7 separate regions of the Mus musculus genome follow, and regions 1, 2, 4, 5, 6 and 7 are each linked to region 3. Evidence: chromatin contacts called from public HiChIP or PLAC-seq, capture Hi-C and promoter capture Hi-C data. All regions are on one chromosome and are shown on one strand. Each heading gives the region's core, a stretch centred on a gene start, on an enhancer-like site or on the middle of the called end of the contact. The rest is flanking DNA. Distances are from core to core; before and after follow the strand shown. Region 1 holds the start of 5430400D12Rik (a long non-coding RNA gene). Region 2 holds the start of Cib1 (calcium and integrin binding 1 (calmyrin)). Region 3 holds the start of Zscan2 (zinc finger and SCAN domain containing 2). Region 4 holds the start of Sema4b (sema domain, immunoglobulin domain (Ig), transmembrane domain (TM) and short cytoplasmic domain, (semaphorin) 4B). Region 5 holds the start of Prc1 (protein regulator of cytokinesis 1). Region 6 holds the start of Idh2 (isocitrate dehydrogenase 2 (NADP+), mitochondrial). Region 7 holds the start of 3110040N11Rik (RIKEN cDNA 3110040N11 gene).

Region 1 (2,700 bases), core at 98-2,597, 940 kb after region 3:
TGGCCCTAACATATATGAAAGTATGAAAAAACTAAGCTGCTTTTTCTTCAAAGTGTTAATCAGTTATCTCAATAGCACTTGTGGAATTCCTTCCTACAGCCAAACTATGATAGCCCCTACATCATATATTAAAATTATTTCATGCCAAGGGCTTGGAAAGACTACATCTCTTCCAAACGACTGGAGTTGCTCCCAGCATTCACTTCAGCTGCTTATAAACTCCAGCTCTAAGGTGGCCTCTTCTAGTCTCTGAGGGCACCTGAAGCAACATTTGGACATATACACATACAACATAATTAAAATTAAATCTTTAAAATTGTTTACCACAGACTATTGTGTTATAGTTCAATAATACTTCACCTTTTAATTATGATTTGAGGCTTGTGAGGTAAAGGCACTGCCAAGTCTGATGGCTTACATTAGATCTTTTACACAGCAAGAGAGAACTGACTCCCCAAATTGTCCTCTGATTTCCACACATGCACCGTTGCAGGCGCGTGGGTCCTCTCCAAAAAAATCCATATAAATGTAACTTTAAAACATACTTCAAATTATCCTGCTTGGTTTGATTGGTGGGCAAAGCTGGTTCCTTCTTGCTACTCTGTTTTAGAATTGTCTTTGACATTTCCGTCCAACATTTGAATCATTTTGTCCCACTTCAATGCAATAGTCATTTGAATTTTTATTTACTAAAATCCCAGGGATGTATGTGGTGGTGCAGGCTTTTAATCCCAGCATTTAGGGTCACAGAGGCAGGCGAATCTCTGAGTTCAAAGCCAGGCAGGGCGACACAGTGAGACTCCGTTTCAAAGAAAGATAACATATAAACAAACAAACGAATAACTAAATGAATAAATAAATGAGAAAAGGTGTTACCAGTTTGAGACCAACCGTTCCGTTTATGTGGGATTGGATGAGAGATCCCGTATGATGTCAACTTTCACCATCTAAAGGAGAGAATGACCGTTTGACTGGCAGACTTTTGCCTAATTCACTGCAACATAAAAGCCTAGCTTTTGCTAGTCCAAGGTTAGAAGAAGAAACACAAACACCTACTGGTCCCTCAAACTGGCGCGGCTGCTGGCAGGAATTGCCAGTCTCGATGCTTGCTGCCGACACGGTTGGCTCCAGGATGGAACCAGAATGAGGGGCTCAGTCCCAGCCAGGCTTGGATTCGTTCCCAGGCTGGCCAAGGCGACCGTGCTCCTGGGCTTCTACAGCCGTGCTCCCCAGGAAAGCGCGCCGACCTCTCAGGGTGCCAGAGCGGCAGGACACTTTAGTGCTCGGTGCCCAGGGGTACCGAGACTAAGTTTCCGGGAGCAGCTTTCAGCGGGACACCAACAGGAAGTGTTCGTGTTGTGCCGGAAGAAGGTGCGTTCTTGGAGCAGGTGGTACCGAGAGAAGCGGGACCGGCAAAGATGATTCAGGCGATTCTGGTTTTCAACAACCATGGAAAACCGCGGCTGGTCCGCTTCTACCAGCGTTTTGTGAGTGCAGCCCCACCAACCATGCCCCTGCGGAGCACCAGAGCCATCCCTTCCCCACGGCCCGCAGCCGCGCTCAGCAGCATCTCCTGCTCTGGCACCGTGCATGACCCACCCCCCTGCTCCTCCCTCATCCTTCCTGGATCTTGGCTTTTCTGTGTTTTGTGACACTTTCCCTTGGGTCTTAGGGACAGACTCAGTACACAGTGTGCCGCATTGAGATATTGGGTGACAGCCTCTGTCTTTAGTTTTTTGTTTCTGTATTTGTTTTGTTTTTTAAATTGATGAGCGTAGTTTTGTGATGATCTGGTCGTTGGGTTCTTTTACGTTTATTTTTTCTCAAGGGCATGGAGAGAAGTTCTTTCGTGGAATCACTTGCTTCAGCATTGGCTGGCACTTATCAGGGTTGGGATACTTTTTATCCTGTAAGGTTGCAGAAAGTCTCTTTTAAAATTAGGGGGAAATGAGCTATTTTTACAAGATGCCAGTTGTAGTGGTGCACACCTCAAAGCTCAGAACTCGGGAGATGGAGGCGAGAGGATCAGGACTTCAAAGTTATCCTCAGATACACAGCTAGTTCTAAGCCAGCTTGAGCTACACCAGACCGCATCTTAAGAAATCATATAATTAAACAAATAAACAAATGCCATCATGGAATGCCTCAGCAATGTTCGTGCACATTTGAATTTTCTGGAAACATTTCCTTTGGGGAAACGCAGATGCCGTTCTTTGCCTTCTGTACCCCAATATTTTATTCGTGGTTAGGTTTCAAAATATCCTCCTGAGAGACTGGTTCTGTCTGAGAGGGAATAAAATCAGAAGACTTTCAGGCTTCAGCCCCACCTTTTGTACACGTTAAGAAATGTCTTGCCGGGCGGTTCTGGCACACACCTTTAATCCCAGCACTTGGGAGGCAGAGGCAGGTGGATTTCTGAGTTCGAGGCTAGCCTGGTCTACACAGTGAGTTCCAGGACAGCCAGGGCTTTAGAGAGAAACCTTGTTTTGAAAAACAAACAAACAAACAGAAATGTCTCTGGGTCTTTTATTCCTTTTTTCATCATAAATGAAAAGTATTTGCTTTTTAAAATAGGATTTTCCAACTACGTTTTTAAATAGAACACTGAATACAACTTCAATTTTTTGTTGTTTATGTTTTTCAAGACAGGGTTTACAACTTCAATTTGCACGTGCATTTGTTTCTCCTAGTTTCTAAGTT
Region 2 (2,700 bases), core at 112-2,611, 630 kb after region 3:
GGGCTGATCAACAGCGGCAGCTGTCCCCAAGGATGCATCTCTGCAGTCCCAAGCCGGTGCTGGGTTCCTAGAGAGCTGTTGGTCTTCAATCTGAGTTGGCAGCTGGAACACTATGATTCTAATGTCATTAAAGGAAATCCTTAGTGGCAGGTACAGGATAGAGACTTATCAGCAAGCCAAGGCAAACAGGCCAAAAGCCATCTTCCGTTTCCGTTTGGTACGGGTTGCCACCTGAGCGCACTGCCGCAGTAGATTTTCGCACTTCAAATAAACTGATCAAGAAAATCCCTCTGCTCAGGGGTTTCTATGAGGTAAGACCCTGAGTGGACCAGGAAAGCAAGCCATAGCCCCTGGGCTTTGCGGTAGAGCCTGCACCTCTCCTGGAGGCTAAAGAAGGAGCAGAGAGAAAGAAGCATGAGAAGCAAGGTTTACAGTCTCCTACCCAGAGGGTATGGAACATCTAGCTGGACTGGCCGGATGAAGGACCAGACTTCTCTAGGAATGAATACCAGTCCAGTACGAAGTTAAAATATTCTCAAATAAATTGTAATTGACTTGGCCCTGTTGTGCCAGGTGACGAAGCAAAAAAAAAAAAAAAAAAGAAAAAAGAAAATCCCTCACAGGAGTGTCAAGCTGTTTCCCTTCTCCTTGACTCCAGATCCAACCAAGTTGACCACCCAGATCACAAAATCCACATTTCCTCCTCCGGAAGCTTGGAATCTTCACTTTTTCACACAGTGTAAATATGTTCATACTTGCATCTGATTATTATTTGAGAGGAGAGAAGGGCAAATCTTGGTTCCTACAGCTGGAAGCTCGCAATTTGTGGGAGGAATCAAAGGAGGCACCCCAGCTGTGACGATAAAACAGCAGGAGGGACCTGTGGACAGAACTGACCTCTAAATACCGGAGTCCGGACACATCACTGAAATTGAACCTGTTTGTAAAATGGAAGCCTACCTTGCTAACTGTTCCACGAATGGGCGATAACTGCACAATCCAGTAAACACCTTCAAGAGCCACTTCAAGAGGAAGCTAAGCTTCTTCTGGAAGAATTGGCACGGTGGCAGAGGCTGCAGCTCTTGTCCCGTGAGACAGTCTAGGACTGACCCTATCCGCAGAGGGGCACCGGATCTCCTCCAGCCCGGGAGCGAGTATGGAGGTTACCCGCCTCCACCCAGAGCTGGGGTCTTCTGCACTTGATTTAGGTGAGGCGGATGCATCTCAAGGCTCAGTGCACAGACGGGTCCCGGAACTCAGCAAACGCGTGAAGACCGCGACGCAGGCGCAGTCTGCATCACGTGCGCATGGCTCGTTCCGCCCCGCCCACTAGAAGGCGGGGCCACGAGGCCTGGGCCCCGCCCCGATGCGTCCGGCTCCTCCCCGGGCCCTCCCTCCAGCTCTCCTGGGCCCGCGGGGAGCCGGGAGCCGGCCCGCTGAGCGGCGCTAAGGGTGGCGGGGCACTGTAGGCAGGGGCGGGCCCGGGGGCGGAGGCCAGGCAGCGGTTGCTACGGGGACTGGGCGGGGACGCGGCCCCGAGGACGGAAGTGAGAAAGTTGCCGGCGTCCCGGGGAGAGTTGGCCTAGCTGTGCGCGCACCGCGGCGATGGGAGGTTCGGGCAGTCGCCTGTCTAAGGAGCTGCTGGCCGAGTACCAGGTGCGCGGGGCGCCAGTTCTCGCGGAGCTCGCGTGCGAGCCCGCGCAGGGGAGTGGGGTTCGGGGAACAGGTGGCGGGGCGGCCGTGGCTTTCGGGCGGCTTGCAGACCCTTGTCTGGATTTGCCTTTCAGGACCTGACGTTCCTGACCAAGCAGGAGATCCTCCTGTGAGTGCTGCCCTGACCCCGGTCCTCCAACTCGGGATTGCCAGGGGAGGGCTTTGCGGGTACTTTTCTCGCGGGATACGGATTGGACGTCTCACCTCCGAGGGTGGGGCTGTGCTTCTGGGATGTCAGGATCACTGGATCTGGAGTCGGAGGCTCAGAGTGCAAGTCCCACCCGCTCCAGAGCCTCACCTTTGCACCACGCAAACACTTCTGTGTATCCAGGAAAAGTTGAACTGTTTGAGCTCCTCTAGCCTCCTCACTGCCGAGCTTCCTGCTCGCTTCTAAAAGGAACTGCTGTGACTCTTTGCGGACTTTGCCCTCTGGCAAAACCAAGAGGTCTTGTACGTGGCTCGCTCCAATCCCAACTTTACCTGTTTAATTCAGTAACCGTTAACGTTTACTGAACCCTTACTCTGCCCAGTAGCTCCTGAGTGATCCACACATTACTTCAGGAGGAGGTTACAGATCAAGGAATCAGGTTCAGAGAGTTCTGAGAACTTGACTATAAAGCACACTATAAGTGATTTGCTGGCCAGAGCGCTTGAGTTAGGTTCCTAGCCCCACAATGAAATTCTACTGGGAAAGAGGTGGTGGCTGAGAGGAGTCTCTGGAGTGGAGGTAACATGTGTTTTTGTTACTGTAATGTTAGAGTCCAGGTACTTGGCCCACACAGGCAGTCCTAACCAGCTAGGCTGTGCTACCTGTCCTCAGTAGGCCAAGGAAAGGGACAATATTGAAAAGCAGAGAAACGAAATGTATCCAATGTGGCCATACTGGGAAAAAAAAAAAGCTAAGAATGGACATGACCGCTCCTCCCCCCATCTTTAAGTCAATCTTCATGTCCAGCTGATGTGAGGTTTATATTTAAATAAAGGGCA
Region 3 (2,700 bases), core at 140-2,639:
CACACACATACACAGCATTGCTCTTTTCAGAAGACCAAAGGAAGAGTAGTGGGATGCAGTGATCTGGGCTGAGAGAAACAGAACTGACATATCCTACCCTAAGTCAGTTCAGACTCCCTTCAGAGACTGTGACCTAACAAAGAGGTTAGTCATTCAACCTCAGTGACCACTTAATGAATAGATAACACTCATCCTTATCATATGGAACATCATAGTGATTACTAATGGATCGCATGTCAAGGTGCCCCCAGCTTCACTACAAGTCATTAGTGCTATATTTCAAAGGAGGTTGCCCTCAGATAATCTCCCAGATCCCAGAATCCAGGACTCCTCAAGGCCCCTATATAAAATGGTGTACCAAATACCTTCAATCATCTCTAGACAACATATACTTAAGTGTAAATAATATGTAAACAGTTGGTATGCTGTACTGTTTGGGAATAATAACGAGAACGCTCCTACATGTTCAGTACAGACATTTCTGTTTATTTTTTTGCTTCTGAAGCAAGATCTCATTATGTAGCCCACGCTGGCCTCGAACTCCTGACCTGCCTGTCCTGCTTCCTGAGTGCTGAGATTACTGCCTGCCCAATTCCTTTTTAAATGAACACACATGGGGATCATTGCGGGGGGTGGGGGTGTGGGGGACACACACCTAGATCTGAGTAGTAGCTCTACAAAATATTCAAAGCAGTGGAATTAAAAACTATTTAAGTATTATGAAAGCAATGAATATTTATTTTTAAAAAATCATTACACCATAGAATCAGATAACATGCCCTCCCCCATGAAAATAGCAAAAGTTAAAACAGAACAGCAACAACAGAAAGAAAACTGAAGCTCCCAATGTCAATTTGTCCAAAATGACTACGTGAAACACAAATACATCGTAATTCTTCCTGGACATCCCGGGAACACTGAACCTAGACAGCTTATTAGCTAAGCCTGGCTCCGACACGCCCCCTCAGAACCTCAGTTTCCCCACCTGGTCAAGGAGGCGGCTCGGTGGGATGTCGTCGAGCATCCCTTCCCAGTGTAAAGCCTGCGTTCCTAGGCTGCGCGTACCCAGCGCTCTGGTGTGAGCGGAGCCTCGAGGGCTCCGAAGAACCAGGACGCAGAGCTGCGCGTCCAGCCCGTCGGGCGCGGACACCGACGCCCCTCCCCCAAACTGCCCTGAGCTGGCTCCAGGCCCGTTACTCGCTGTCTCTCTGGCTGTTCCCCGCGGGGCGCGCGGCTCCTGACCTGCCTCTCCCGCTCGCCTCTCCAGGGACCAGGTCCTGTTCCCGCTATCTCTCTGAGCGCAAAAGCACCCCACGGTCTGGCCCGGCCCGGCCCGGCCCCTCTGGATTCACCTCAGCTCAAGCCCAAGGGGCACAGAGAACAATGGACGGGAGAGGCCCGCCCATGGCCACTCTCATTGGCTGTCCACAACAGTTCCTGAAATTCTGCTCCACTATTGGTGAAAACTGCGTCCAGATGGGCGTTGGGAGGGAAGTTCCACCCGATGCATTGCGGGAAATGTAGTTTACCCAGAGACGGGGGGGGGGGTGGTTTGTACCTGAGCGAACAGAGGGTTTGATAGCCGTAAGTAATGCCTCCGGATCAGAGGCAGAGGACGACCCAGGACTAGCTGTCTGTCTTCTAGTACTGCCCAAAGCTTTCACCTGAGACAGATAGTGCCAATTCTCTAAAGCTCGCGTGTATTTATCTATAAAAAATGAAAGCTGGGTGAATGTATCAGTCTTTTTCAGCTGAGAATTGAGTGGCAAATGAGCCCTCGAGAGCCAAAAGCTGACTCTAAGCAGAGAAGAAATCTGCGCAATCAAAGTTCCTCTTGGCCCAAGTTCGCACCTCTCCTGGAAATTTGCAGCTACGCACAGGCATTTGCACTCCGGGGTTGCACTCCCCTTTGTTTTCACACGTGGTATTCTTGCGTCTTCACGAAAGCCCCGCCCCGCTCTTTCTGCTTTGTAAGTCCTAGTCTATAGTCGGCTCCTTGGAACCTGCCCTACAGTTAGGCAAGAGGTTAGCTCTGGGAGGGAATGACCACCCAGGCACCCTAAAACAGGACACAAAGGACAATAGTGGTCCTTCCAGATGGGTCATCTCAAGGTCCCCAAAACAGGATGTAAAGAACAGCAATAGATGGTAGTGGTCTACTAGTTGGCTCAGCTTCAACTGGCTTCAGGGTATCTCTAGATAAGAGTATGCATGGAGTGCCTGCTACCCCTTCACCAAGTGAACTTTTCAGCTTTGAGGGCACTTAAGCCCCAAGACTGGGTGAAATGAGCTTCCAAGAAAAGTGTGCCACTTTGTTTTAGTGCCCGCCTTAATGGAGGGACAGGGAGAGGATAACAGATAAAGGATAAATCTAAACCCACTTCTGTCCCCGACACAGCCATTCCTACTCTGTACGGATTGCTCTCTTCCCAAAGAGCATACAAACTTTTACTCCCTTACTCGCTCTAGTTAAAACCCTTGACTTGGGGGCTGGAGAGATGGTTCAGTGGTTAAGTGTGGGAAGCCGTTGCAGAGTGGCAGTTGCAGAGTGGCAGTTGCAGAGTGGCAGTTGGCTACTGCTGGCCACTACACATACATAGGCAGTGAAGGTTCTTTTGCCAAGACAAGTTAACCAATCAGATGTGAGACACACCTCTCCTAGGCCTATGTAAGCAGCACCAGTTCTGGGCTCAGGGTCTT
Region 4 (2,700 bases), core at 93-2,592, 660 kb after region 3:
ATCCCATTTTACAGATGAAGAAATCAAGGCACAGAGAAGTTGTTTACTTAAGGTCATGTGGGAACTAAGTGGCTGAGACAGGATTTGAACTTGAGCTACCAACAATGTTTTGGATAAGGGACTGAGATCCTGTTAGGGGCCTTAACTGAAGAGCTGATTCTATCCTTTTGCAAATGGGATGCTTTTAGGGGTGGGGATGCAAATATGGAGTAGGAAGTCTGGTAGAGTTTTAGTCTGTAACCTCTAATTTATGCACTAACTCACAGTGACAGTTTGCAATTTAGAGGGGTTTGGCCAAACATTGTCTGTTGGCACCTATGTGCCTGATGCCCTCCGAATGCACCAAGTTTTATGAATTTCCCAAGATGACTTTGCAAGGTATCTAAGCCTGAGGCGACTTTGCAGGGGAGGAAGCTGGAGTGCGGGCAGTAGGAAGTACTTACTGGGCTAAGTCCCTAGAATTCCAAACGTTGAGGTTCCCTGGAAAAGGTTCAGGGGCGATCAGACTAAGGGAAGTAAAGAATGAGTGGAGGATTGGAAACACAGGCAGCCAGGGGCAGCTGTAAACCACCAAAAAAGGAATGTGGCCCACCAGGGTGATACCCTCAGGCCCCTCTAGACAGGGTACAGATGGGTCTTCGCAATGTCAGTTTCCAAGTCCCTGTGTTTGGAGTAGGGGGTGAATTCTCCAGGTCGATCAGTCAGAGATGGGCCGGCAGGGAGGAAAGACCTGGCACCCACCCGCCAAACTCCAGGCTCTGCTGTGGCTGACTGAGAATATCATAAGCCCAGAGTTTATAGCACGGCCAGCAGCAGTGCCCTCAGCCCCGTGCCGTTGGTGGCTCCAAGGCTGACTCTGGTCAGCATCAAAGACAAGTAAATGAGTAGGCAGGATGGCTGGCACCTGAGGCCCCTAGTGCCGAGTGTGCTCCCTCCGAGCAAGAGCAGCTGCAACCGAGCAAGAAAGCGGCCCTCTCCAAGTCCAGATAGAAAATGGAAGAAAAGGGCTCTCAGCTCCCTAGCTTTCCCTCCTCTTTCGCTTTGACCACAACTGCTTTCCTGGTCCTAGTGGACCTCAACCTCTCCTTTGTCGTGGCCACCCCACCAAGCATCTCGTTGCCCGCGCTCCCCTCCTTCTGCCGCGCCCCATAGCACTTACCCAGCGGCACACTGATCCGGGGGCCGAGCGCCCGCGTAGTCGTCGTCCGCAGCAGCAGCAGTAGCAGCAGCAGCAGCAGCGCGCGCCGCAGGACAGCGGAGCGGCTCGCCCGGCCCATCGCGGCGCGTGGAGCTCGGACCGCAGCAGGCAGCGGCGTCCTCCTCCGGCTCAGGTTGCTCAAGTGGAATCGCAGGCTGGAGCCCCGCCCCGCGGTTCGGCCCGGAGTCCTTCCCTCGGCCTCCGCCTCTGGACCTGGGGGTGGGCGGCAGGGAAGGTGGTCACGTGGGCCGCCGCACCGTAGGCTCCCTCTGCCCAGTGCTGCGGGTGAAAGCCCCGCGCTCTCGCCGCAGGGAGGAGGGCGCGGAGCAGGAAGTCGACGGGTAGGCGGGCCTCCTAGCTGGTCCTTGCCCAGCTCTTTCCCCTTCCTCCTTCCTGGGCGCTGAAGTACGAGGGGCGCTGGATCGAGTCACCCGACTTGGGGCACTGGGGGGGAGGGGGAGCGGAGCAGAGCCTGGGGACCTGAAGCCCGGAGACCGAGGAGCTCGCAAAGCCGCACGGACCCGCCCTCCTTCCGGCTCCCGGGAACCCTGCCCCACATGCCCCCTACCTACCCCCACCCCCGCTCTGGGAGCTGTGCAGACTCTGAGACGGAGACTGGTAGCTTTCCAGTCTTACTTCCGCGAGAGGTCTATGCATGGTCTAGAATCTAGATACTCTGCTCGGTTGTCCATGCTTAGAATTCTGTCCACGCGAAGCCCGGGGCCGGCGCAGAATCAGTTCAAGTGGGATAATTAGGATTTCACGGACTGCACTGCCAAAGAGGCTAGACCTTCCCCCCCACAACCAGCACGTGGCTGAGCATAGGAAAGGATTCCCTAAGGCTGGAATGAGACGCCAGAGGTATCCACCCGCAGGTACCCCAATCTGAAGTCAATTTGGTGGAGCCACAGCAAAGGAATAGAGGGAAATAAAGAGGGGGAGATCAACAAAGACATCAAGGTTTTGGAAACCCGTTTCAGCTTTTCCTAGGTGAATGGATAAAATTAAAAACTTAAAAATATGTGTTCATTGTTCTTGTGGCAATGAAACCACTTCCCCCAGACTTTTCTGCAGTTGTCGAAGCTACACTGCACTCGCTGCTGCCCATGTGTGCCCATGTGGGCAGTTCCAGAGCCACATCTTTCTACTCTCCTCCCCACCCCCACAGGCAGGTGGCAGTCAGAGCAGACAAGCTCTTGGATGGTCTCAGGTCTTCTTTCTTACATCCAGACTTCCCCATGCTCCACAACTCCTGTACTGTCACCACCCTGACATCCTTCTACAGTCTCGTGTCTTTTCTCATATGCCACATGTCCAATTGCACTGGTTAACCCATCATCTGAAATGTACTGTTTCTGCTCTAACTGCTGCTTCCTTTCCTCCTGTTAATCTCTTCTCAAACACAGTAGACAGAGTCTACTCCACAAGCTGTGACCTCTGACCTGTGTGTTTGTGTGTGTAACATAAAATATATATGCAGGCAAAACACCAATGCACATGAA
Region 5 (2,739 bases), core at 220-2,719, 570 kb after region 3:
TAGGATTTTACTAGTCTTCATAATGCACCATTAACCCCAGAAGGGCTTAATGAATAACGTCATTCAGATGGGAATATCTGAAATCCTTAGCCTTGTACTCAATTTCTTTTCACAATACTACTTGTCAGTTGTTTTCATTCTATTCCCAGACTCTTGAGGCCAAGTATCTGGGGGTAAAAAAAATGATCAAAATCTATAATCACAAAACCAAGATTCTTAGAAATTACAAAGCCTTGTCACCCAACTCGTTGCAGAAAATTATTTTATAAATTCGAAAACGGCATTCAGCCTTTTACTCAAAGAGTCAGTTCTGATTGGATTTCCAATCGGGCACTCCCAAGCAGTGCCCGGGAATTTTCTTTTTAATAGAGGATTCTTTTTATTTATTTTCATAGGTGCGTCGGTGTTTTTCCTAGATGTATGTCTGTATGTGAGGGTGTCAAAAATCACCTGGAACTGGAGTTAAAGACAGTTGTGAGCTGCCTTGTGAGTGCTGGGAAATTGAACCCACCTCCTCTGGGAGAGCAATCAGTGCTTTTAGCCGCTAAACCATCTCTCTAACCCCGCCTGGGAATCTTAAAACGACCGGAAAAGAATTCGAATTTGTTAACTTGCAAGGAAATAAAGCCTTTCTTTCTTTCTTTCTTTTTTTTTTTTTTTTTTTTTTTTTTTTTTTTTTTTTTGTGACAGGGTTTCTCTGTGTAACCCTGGCTGTCCTGGAACTCACTCTGTAGCCCTGGCTATCCTCGAACTCAGAAATCCGCCTGCCTCCGCCTCCCAAGTGGTGGGATTAAAGGCGTGTGCCACCACTGGCCGGCTCAAGCCGTCTTCCTAACTCAAGTAAAAACGCGGAACTGTAAGACACGAAGAAAAAACGATACATTTAAAACTTTAAGGTTAAAAAAACTTCAGGGCTTTTTGTACTGTCTCACTCCGTAGCCCAGGTTAGTCTTAAACTACATCTCCTAGGCTAAACTCGAATCGATTTTGTTCTAGCCTCCCGAGCAATGCGATTACAGACTATACTCAAGAGATGAGAAGCCCACACCATTACATGCTCAGCGTTTACACAGAGAAGAGGCCGAGTAGCCGCGACTTGCGGCGGCACCTGAGCTCGGCCGCCAGCTACGCCAGGCCTGAGACAAACCCACCCCGGCCTCGAGGAAGCGTGTCAACCCCGCGCTGTCCCCGCTGCTCGCCCCGCTAGTGGCCTCGGGCACAGATGCCCTCCGGAGCCGGCTTCGAGCGCCCCAGCCACAGACATCGGTGCCTGAAGACCGGCGAACCCAGCTTGTCGAACCTGGTACCAGACCCGCACCTCAGTAATGGGTCCCGCCCCTAAGAGACCCGCACCTTCTCCTCATGGTGGACGCTCCAAGCTGTCCAGAATCGAGACCCTCCACTTGCCACGCGCGGGACGGAGAACGGTAACCAGCCGCAGCAGACTTCACCCGGAGTCCGTCTCCACTCTCGAGCCGTTGGACCCCGCGGAATTCAAACCGAGCCAGAGGCGGTGCCAAATGACAATTGGTTACCGCGTCCGCCACTCACGGAGCCCCGCCCTCGTCCCGCCCCTCCTGCGAAGGGCTGCTGCCTAGGCCTGGGATACAGAGACCGCCTAGGGCGTGGGAAGCGCTTGCACGGGGAGCGTGCGGGCCTCAATATGCGCATGCGTGCACCTATGCCCGCCTCAAGGGTGGGGTGTAGGGGTGTGGCCGATGATGTCACCGGTACCCACTGAGTTGCTGCCGTTGGGTTTCAAATTTTTGTGCTTCCTGAGAAGTATTGGGTAGACTGCCAGAACAGCTCGACTTCTTGCTACTCTCCAATGTCCCAAGAGGAGCAGGGACTAGCAGGAAAGCTTAGAAGGAAAAAAAAACCAGGCTCTTGGTCCTGGTACCTTAGTGGACAAGTTTATCGCATTTAATCATTAGAACACACCTGTTAATAATGATCATCACTATCCTGAAGAAAAAGATTTGAGTAGCTTTTCCAGAACGTAGGCGGCAGAGACAGGACAGGGAAATAGTTTGGGCTACAGGAAAAAACTGACTTGCCCAATTTAGCTGTGAGCAAATGGTGATTTGGGCTTTGTTTTTCTTGCACATTATAAGATTTAGGTAAATCAGGAAAACTCCACAATTTGAACATGACATCAAAGTATTTGTGTAGCCGGGCGTGGTGGCGCACGCCTTTAATACCAGCACTTGGGAGGCAGAGGCAGGCGGATTTCTGAGTTCGAGGCCAGCCTGGTCCGCAAAGTGAGTTCCAGGACAGCCAGGGCTACACAGAGAAACCCTGTCTCGAAAAACCAAAACAAACAAACAAACAAACAAAAAACAAAAACAAAAAACAACCAAAGTATTTGTGTGTCCTTTTCTTCCCACTGACCCATAGCATCTGTATCCCATTTTCAATGATTTACTATTACCTAATACACTGCTATGGGAGTATCTCCTTTGCTACTCAGACTAAAATTTGTAATAAAGCTGAGATGAATTTCTTTTTTGCTACCTCCTCCAAAATGATTTGTAGAAGTGTAATTATTGAATTCTCCTTTGCGAAGAGGTACTTATTAACCTATCTTCTGCACCAAACTTTACCTGGAGTATCCTTGTTACCCACAGCACTGGTGATTAGCAATGCGCTTTTAAACCACTAGCTTCCATCTATAGGCCCAAAATAAAACAAAATCTAGTTTATACTGAATTATAACTAAAATTGTCTGCTTTTCTGTAT
Region 6 (2,700 bases), core at 4-2,503, 750 kb after region 3:
AGAGAACTGGGAATCTCGTAGAAGGGCTCTCAGACTGTTCTGGAACATGCTGCCCCAGGCCAGACTTTCCTATTCCTTTCCTCAGTCCCTGGAGGGACCCAGATGTCTCTCCTTTGCATATACTCTCTGTACTGGATCCCAGAACCAAATCTGTGACTCGGATGGATTGAGACTCCAGGAGGGAAGCTTTGATGTTGGCAGTTCAAGGCCACTTTCCTGGCATAGCTCCACCTGACAACACTGTGAAGCTGGGTTGGGAAGCTGGGAGCACAGGGCAGAAAGGTTGCTCTCATCTGGAGTGAGTTGGTGTGACTGGGAGAGCTGGGGTGGATTTGTGATATTTGATACACAAAACCCAGACTTCAGTGACCCCTACTTCAAGAAAATGAACAGTGATGGATTTAGCTTGTATGTTTCTGTTTGTTTCCCCACGCAAACAGGTAAACTAGGAGCTGTTGGGCTGGGTTGTGGATGGACCTTTGCCTAGGATATAGGAGACATGGGCTTTCCTTCAGGGCTACATAACTACTAGCATAGAATATAATTAACTTGGGCAGTGGTTGTACTATTGAAGGATGAACATACCTCAAACCTTTACACACAAATGTCACAGAAGTCTCCTGGCAGGCACTCTTATGTCCAGAAGAGACAGAGTCGGCCATGATGAAGGACTTTGGGGCTAGGAGTTTGGCCTAGTCAGGAGCAGAAGGAGGATTTCCAGCCGCCCCCCCCCCCGCCCCGCCCCGCAGCGTCTCATATAGCCCAGGCTGGTCTAGAACTTGGTATGTAGCCTAACTTCTCATCCTCTTGCCTCCACCGTACTTGGCATTTCAACTCTCGATCCTGGTTAGTCCACCCAACTGGACGCTACCTGGGGGAGACCCAAGTTGCCATGGTCTAGGTTCAAGACGGCAAAGCTTGTCATTGTCTTGATGAAAGCGCCTCAGGTCCGTCGGTCAGCTAAACGCAAAGGACGCAGGGGACTAAGGCGACGTGTCTGCAGCTGACATTCTAACGGAAGCGGGGAGTCTTGCAGCCGTGAGCCCCCGCGGCCCGATGGGTCTCCCCGGTACCTGATGCTTTGAGGATATATGGAGGCTCCCAGAAAGCGCGGGCTCAGCACTGGGGCCGCCTGAGCTCTGGAACAGGCCCAAGGGTGTCGAGCAGGCTCCTGCCCTGGCGTGGACCCGCCTTCTCCCGGGTGAGACCCAATGGGGCGGCAGGTTCTGCAGCTCCGCCCCGGTTGGGTCCCAGCCACCAGGGCCAGCCTAGAGTCCCCACCGCACAGCCCGGTGCAGCGGCGTGCTCGGACCTCGCGTGCTCGGGATGGCCGGCTACCTGCGGGCTGTGAGCTCGCTCTGCAGAGCCTCGGGCTCAGCGCGGACCTGGGCACCGGCAGCACTGACTGTCCCCAGCTGGCCGGAGCAGCCGCGGCGCCACTGTGAGTGTCGCACCGGGGGGCGGGCTCGCGTGCAGCGCTGCGACGTGGCGACGTCCCGGGAGGGGGACCCTGGAGTGCCACTCGCGACACGCCGGCGGTCGGGGAACAGCGGCGTGCGGGTTACAAAGGGCCGGGAGGTGGCCTTACACCGAGCTCCCGCGCCCCGCGCGCCTGGGCCGCTGCAGGCGCAGGGGTGGGGACCCAGGGGATAGTGGCAGCTGGTGGCCTGGGGCGGGATTGCTGGGTCCTATCAGGGCTGGGGTTCTCCAGGTATTCCGGGGGAGCATTTCCAGAGGTACCTGGACCCAGGGTGGGGTATCATGACTGCCTTGGGCCTTTGGAGGGGACAAGCGACCAAGAGGGGCTGGAGCGGCCTGCTGCAGCCCTAGGCAGAGGAGGGTCACCTCGCGCTCCCGGCTCAGACAAAGGCGAGGAGGAGAGGCCTCCACTTCCCCTTCTCTCCAATCCCTGCGTACTCTGGTCCCTCCTCTCCAACAGGCCCACGTCAGCTATTTTTGGAACCTTTACTCGACAGCTGGAGGAATGTCCTTCCATTTTTCCCGCTTTTGTTTCTCTGCCACTCCCCCACCCTTCGCTGCGCAGGACGCTCAGTCTGGGCCCTCTCCTGGCCCCTTGCTGGGCCAACCACGAGCTGCTGCATGTGAGTGGGTCCTGCCTGGCATACAAGCTGTGGAGACCTGGCACTGCACGCATATTGTCATTTTTCTGCAGTCAGTCGTTCCCATGAGATCTCTGCGTTGCCTTCAGCTTACTTCTTAGACGTGAAGGCGCAACTCCGGACAAAATAATCAGGGTTTTAGAGTCTCCATTACTAACAGATTGCCCAACCTGGCATGTGGGCATCTTTCATACCCTTGCTACTCAGCGCCTTGCTACAAAAGGCACGGAACAATGTAGAGCACTTGGTGGCCTCTTTTGATGCCTGTTGCCACGGAAATTCTATCCTGACCTGGCTCAAAACCCCTTGGGGTTAGCCAGAGGAATGAGGAAGAGGGGGTGGGTTTGGCTATGGGGTTTGTTCTGGCTAGAGTGGTAATCGTTAACTCACCGTGGGAGCAGCTGACCGAAGCTGGGGGCCAGGAGGAGGGAGAGGGCGGGGCCCTTGACACTCCCCTTTGCCAAGGAGAAAGGGACATACATGTTTTTGTGTTCTTGGGATCTGCCTCTAACCTCTGAAGCCCCATCAAGTGCCTCAGGCCTTCAAGACCCACATATGGCAGCTTTGCAGCAAAATATGG
Region 7 (2,700 bases), core at 194-2,693, 930 kb before region 3:
ATGCCAAACAAACCCTTAACTCCATTGTCAAATCTAAGATCAAGTCTTAAGAATTTTACATTGGGTTTCTGCCATTTGGATTACAAACCCCTGTTCTTTCCATTGGGGCAAGTGGCTGTGTGACAGATTGACCTGAGGCGGGGTCCTGTCCTTTCTAGCTGGTGATGAGGTACTCTAGAGGTACCTGTGGAGAAGGCTGACGGTTCCTTAGAGGACATTGCTTCCCCCTCCTTTGCCCATCCAGGCACCATCAGAAATACACCAATCCGTGTTCCTCCCCTGATAAAAACTGTCAAGTCTCTAGAGCAGTGGTTCTCAACCTTCCTAATGCTGCAACCTTTTAATACAGTTCCTCATGCTGTGATGACTCCCAACGGTAACATTACTTTTGTTGCTACTTCCTAACTAATTTGGCTACTGTTATGAATCGTAATGTAAATATTTTTAGGGCATCATGATTTCACCTCAAAATTCATCAAATTACTACAGTATAGTTTTGGCTCCACTTTGTGCCTCTATTTGTAATGTATTTCAAAAAAGGTGTGGTGTGGTTTAACACCTGAATCACCTGAGTCTTAGGCTTTAGCCACTTTCTCACAACACACCACTTAACGTGTCATGTGGAAAGGGTGTCTCTGGGAGAGTAAAATGAGACATCCCATTCTGATCCCAACCTTTAGTGGCTGTTTTCAGCACTCACATTCCAGTCTCACCTGTTTGTGAATCTGAATGCTGTCGCCCTTTGACATTTGTCACAGTCTCTGTCCTCCTCCTTAACTCCCCTCTCACTGGCACAGGTCACTGATAATTTGGTTATGTATTCAGGTAGCTCCTTAACTATTCCACTTGGATGTCTCCAATCATTTCAAACTTAATGTACCCTGAAAACTCCCCCTCGGACTGCCACAACTGCTAGCCGTAGACTCGGGCATCTTCAGTTAATCTTTTCCCCATCTCAGATTATTCAGGTCCCAAAGATCCTCAAAATGGTAACAAGCCATCTCCCATTTAGGTAGCAGATCTTCCTACCTCTGGGCATATACCATCTATACATTCTAACCTTATTGGACAAGGCCAGTCCCTAACTTTAGCACTTGCATTGATTTGCCTCTGCTTCAGTTTCACGAACGGTTGTATTCAACTCCACAGTGGATCTCCTCTCCTTGCGCACTGCCCTGTGCGAATTGCCATGGTGCCGCGTTGGGCAGGCGAGCACCGAGGCTGGCTGCTCTTGCCAACCCTAAGGATAGGTGACAATTTTCCCTCTGCTGGCAAAGATGGCTCACCAATGGATCACACCCTGAGGCTGGCAGGTTGCAAAGGAAGGAAAACAGTGCCATCTCGGGGCGAGGTGGCACTCTTAGGTGCCGGCCGACGCGCCTGCCGCTTCCGCCCATGACTTGCGCAGGCGCACAGAACTCTTCCGCCACGCTGGCGCCTGCGTGGTTGGGATGCTGCTGCTTGCTGTAGGTCGGTGTGCTTGGCCTCTGTTAGACTCCTGTGTGGTTCCACAATGCCTAAGAAAGCCGGTGCGACAAGCAAGGCCAGTGGCAAGCCTCGTGTTGTGGAGAGGGTGGGCCACGGGGCTACACTGGCGGGGAACAGACGCAGCGCCTGGAGGGCGGAAGACCTCCCTTCGGGTCCAGGTCTGAGACTTCCTGGGTCGCACATTAGCTCGCCCTAAGGATGAGTAGGCTCCACTGCGCACCCGCTGACCACCGTCTTTGCTCTCTCACTCTGAGGGTTACACTTCCCGGCAGGCTGTGCGTTCTGCCTCCCTATGGTGGCTGATCGCTTCCTTCTGTCAATGAGACTGCACTCCCTCCCCTAATATCCCTTTGTTTTCTGTCGCTGTGATCCCAGCCCCTTGAAGTCAGGGAGTTTGAATCCTTATTCCTCTTCATACCCGCTGTCCGCATACTGCCCTGGAAGTTGTTTTCTGTTAAGTTGTTAGATGGCATTTAAATACCAGTCGTCGTTCTTTCTGCAATGGACTCCTCACCCACTCTTGAGCGTTAGGATGCATTGGCTATAAAGATGACTAATAAATGCCCCTTCTCTTGAGAAATAGAAACGATAAAGTAGACTGTGGGAACAAGTCCTAAGCTAGCCAAGAGATCTTAAGTAGAACACATACCTACACAGAGACAGCCCCACCCCACCCCCCTCTCTGTCTCTGTATGTTGGATCATGAAGGGATGTGGGAGGAGCACGGTGGTGGCTAGTTTCTGCATGTAGGCCCAGTTTAGTGAAGGTGAGGGTAGTGATGGCTCAAAATAACTGAAGTATTTTGTTACCTGTGAAATTGTGTGTCATTTTAGGGTAAAAACCAAACCAAAGAACCAGAGACAGCACCTCCTGCTGCAGGGCCTGTAGCAACTGACCCTAAAGGTTTTGTCACCATAGCCATTCATGCCAAACCTGGCTCCAGACAGAACGCTGTGACAGGTACGTCTGAGCACTGGGTGGGATTTGGATGTGGATAAAGCAGCGTTTTCATCTTATTTTTGCCTTGTTATCTAAAAGCTTATCCTGTAACTGTAAATGGTATTTTTTATGTCTGCGTTTAGAAGCTTCTCCATCTAAACATTCTATAGTCTCATATAGAGGTATTTGAAAGAAAATGTACAATATTTAATACCAAATCAGATGGAATCTGTGTATCTTTTCCTTTTTAAAAATGTGGTATTTTGTAGATGG

Evidence for each region. Promoter capture Hi-C pulls out the DNA fragments that hold promoters and counts their contacts. HiChIP or PLAC-seq counts read pairs in DNA pulled down with a chosen protein or histone mark. Capture Hi-C pulls out chosen DNA fragments and counts their contacts.
Region 1: a contact with region 3 is called in an H3K27ac HiChIP or PLAC-seq map of large pre-B cells, with 5 times the contacts expected there. The contact joins the promoter of 5430400D12Rik here to the promoter of Zscan2 in region 3. A contact is called at or near these places in 2 of 115 datasets of contacts at active chromatin or transcription factors (embryonic stem cells and large pre-B cells) and 1 of 9 other capture datasets (liver).
Region 2: a contact with region 3 is called in a promoter capture Hi-C map of pre-B cells, with 5 times the contacts expected there. The contact joins the promoter of Cib1 here to the promoter of Zscan2 in region 3. A contact is called at or near these places in 3 of 39 promoter capture datasets (liver and pre-B cells), 1 of 115 datasets of contacts at active chromatin or transcription factors (pancreatic cancer cells) and 2 of 9 other capture datasets (adipose tissue and liver).
Region 4: a contact with region 3 is called in a promoter capture Hi-C map of adipose tissue, with 3 times the contacts expected there. The contact joins the promoter of Sema4b here to the promoter of Zscan2 in region 3. A contact is called at or near these places in 1 of 39 promoter capture datasets (liver) and 2 of 9 other capture datasets (adipose tissue and liver).
Region 5: a capture Hi-C map of macrophages shows a contact between it and region 3, with 3 times the contacts expected there. The contact joins the promoter of Prc1 here to the promoter of Zscan2 in region 3. A contact is called at or near these places in 3 of 39 promoter capture datasets (the C10 cell line, liver and pre-B cells), 1 of 115 datasets of contacts at active chromatin or transcription factors (pancreatic cancer cells) and 2 of 9 other capture datasets (liver and macrophages).
Region 6: a contact with region 3 is called in a promoter capture Hi-C map of liver, with 3 times the contacts expected there. The contact joins the promoter of Idh2 here to the promoter of Zscan2 in region 3. A contact is called at or near these places in 2 of 39 promoter capture datasets (both in liver) and 2 of 9 other capture datasets (adipose tissue and liver).
Region 7: a promoter capture Hi-C map of hippocampal neurons shows a contact between it and region 3, with 3 times the contacts expected there. The contact joins the promoter of 3110040N11Rik here to the promoter of Zscan2 in region 3. A contact is called at or near these places in 1 of 39 promoter capture datasets (hippocampal neurons) and 2 of 115 datasets of contacts at active chromatin or transcription factors (bone marrow-derived macrophages and pancreatic cancer cells).

What each region holds. Positions count from the first base shown.
Region 1 is chr7:79,919,296-79,921,995 of GRCm38.p6, reverse strand. It overlaps 5430400D12Rik (a long non-coding RNA gene), which reads right to left and starts at 1,347. Exons shown (of 2, transcript XR_003946805.1): 1 at 1,057-1,347; 2 at 1-947. Ap3s2 (adaptor-related protein complex 3, sigma 2 subunit) reads left to right here and starts at 1,356. Exons shown (of 6, transcript NM_009682.3): 1 at 1,356-1,487. The coding sequence starts at 1,419.
Region 2 is chr7:80,231,466-80,234,165 of GRCm38.p6, reverse strand. Cib1 (calcium and integrin binding 1 (calmyrin)) reads left to right here and starts at 1,361. Exons shown (of 7, transcript NM_011870.5): 1 at 1,361-1,656; 2 at 1,788-1,822. The coding sequence starts at 1,606. It overlaps Gdpgp1 (GDP-D-glucose phosphorylase 1), which reads right to left and starts at 1,273. Exons shown (of 2, transcript NM_178752.3): 1 at 961-1,273.
Region 3 is chr7:80,859,620-80,862,319 of GRCm38.p6, reverse strand. Zscan2 (zinc finger and SCAN domain containing 2) reads right to left here and starts at 1,389. Exons shown (of 3, transcript NM_001382511.1): 1 at 1,243-1,389.
Region 4 is chr7:80,197,230-80,199,929 of GRCm38.p6, reverse strand. It overlaps Sema4b (sema domain, immunoglobulin domain (Ig), transmembrane domain (TM) and short cytoplasmic domain, (semaphorin) 4B), which reads right to left and starts at 1,342. Exons shown (of 14, transcript NM_001360135.2): 1 at 1,160-1,342. The coding sequence starts at 1,277.
Region 5 is chr7:80,293,206-80,295,944 of GRCm38.p6, reverse strand. Prc1 (protein regulator of cytokinesis 1) reads right to left here and starts at 1,469. Exons shown (of 15, transcript NM_001374624.1): 1 at 1,354-1,469. The coding sequence starts at 1,364. It also overlaps a transcript of Rccd1 not described here.
Region 6 is chr7:80,113,903-80,116,602 of GRCm38.p6, reverse strand. It overlaps Idh2 (isocitrate dehydrogenase 2 (NADP+), mitochondrial), which reads left to right and starts at 1,253. Exons shown (of 11, transcript NM_173011.2): 1 at 1,253-1,441. The coding sequence starts at 1,327.
Region 7 is chr7:81,788,198-81,790,897 of GRCm38.p6, reverse strand. 3110040N11Rik (RIKEN cDNA 3110040N11 gene) reads left to right here and starts at 1,443. Exons shown (of 5, transcript NM_026077.4): 1 at 1,443-1,543; 2 at 2,322-2,448. The coding sequence starts at 1,514.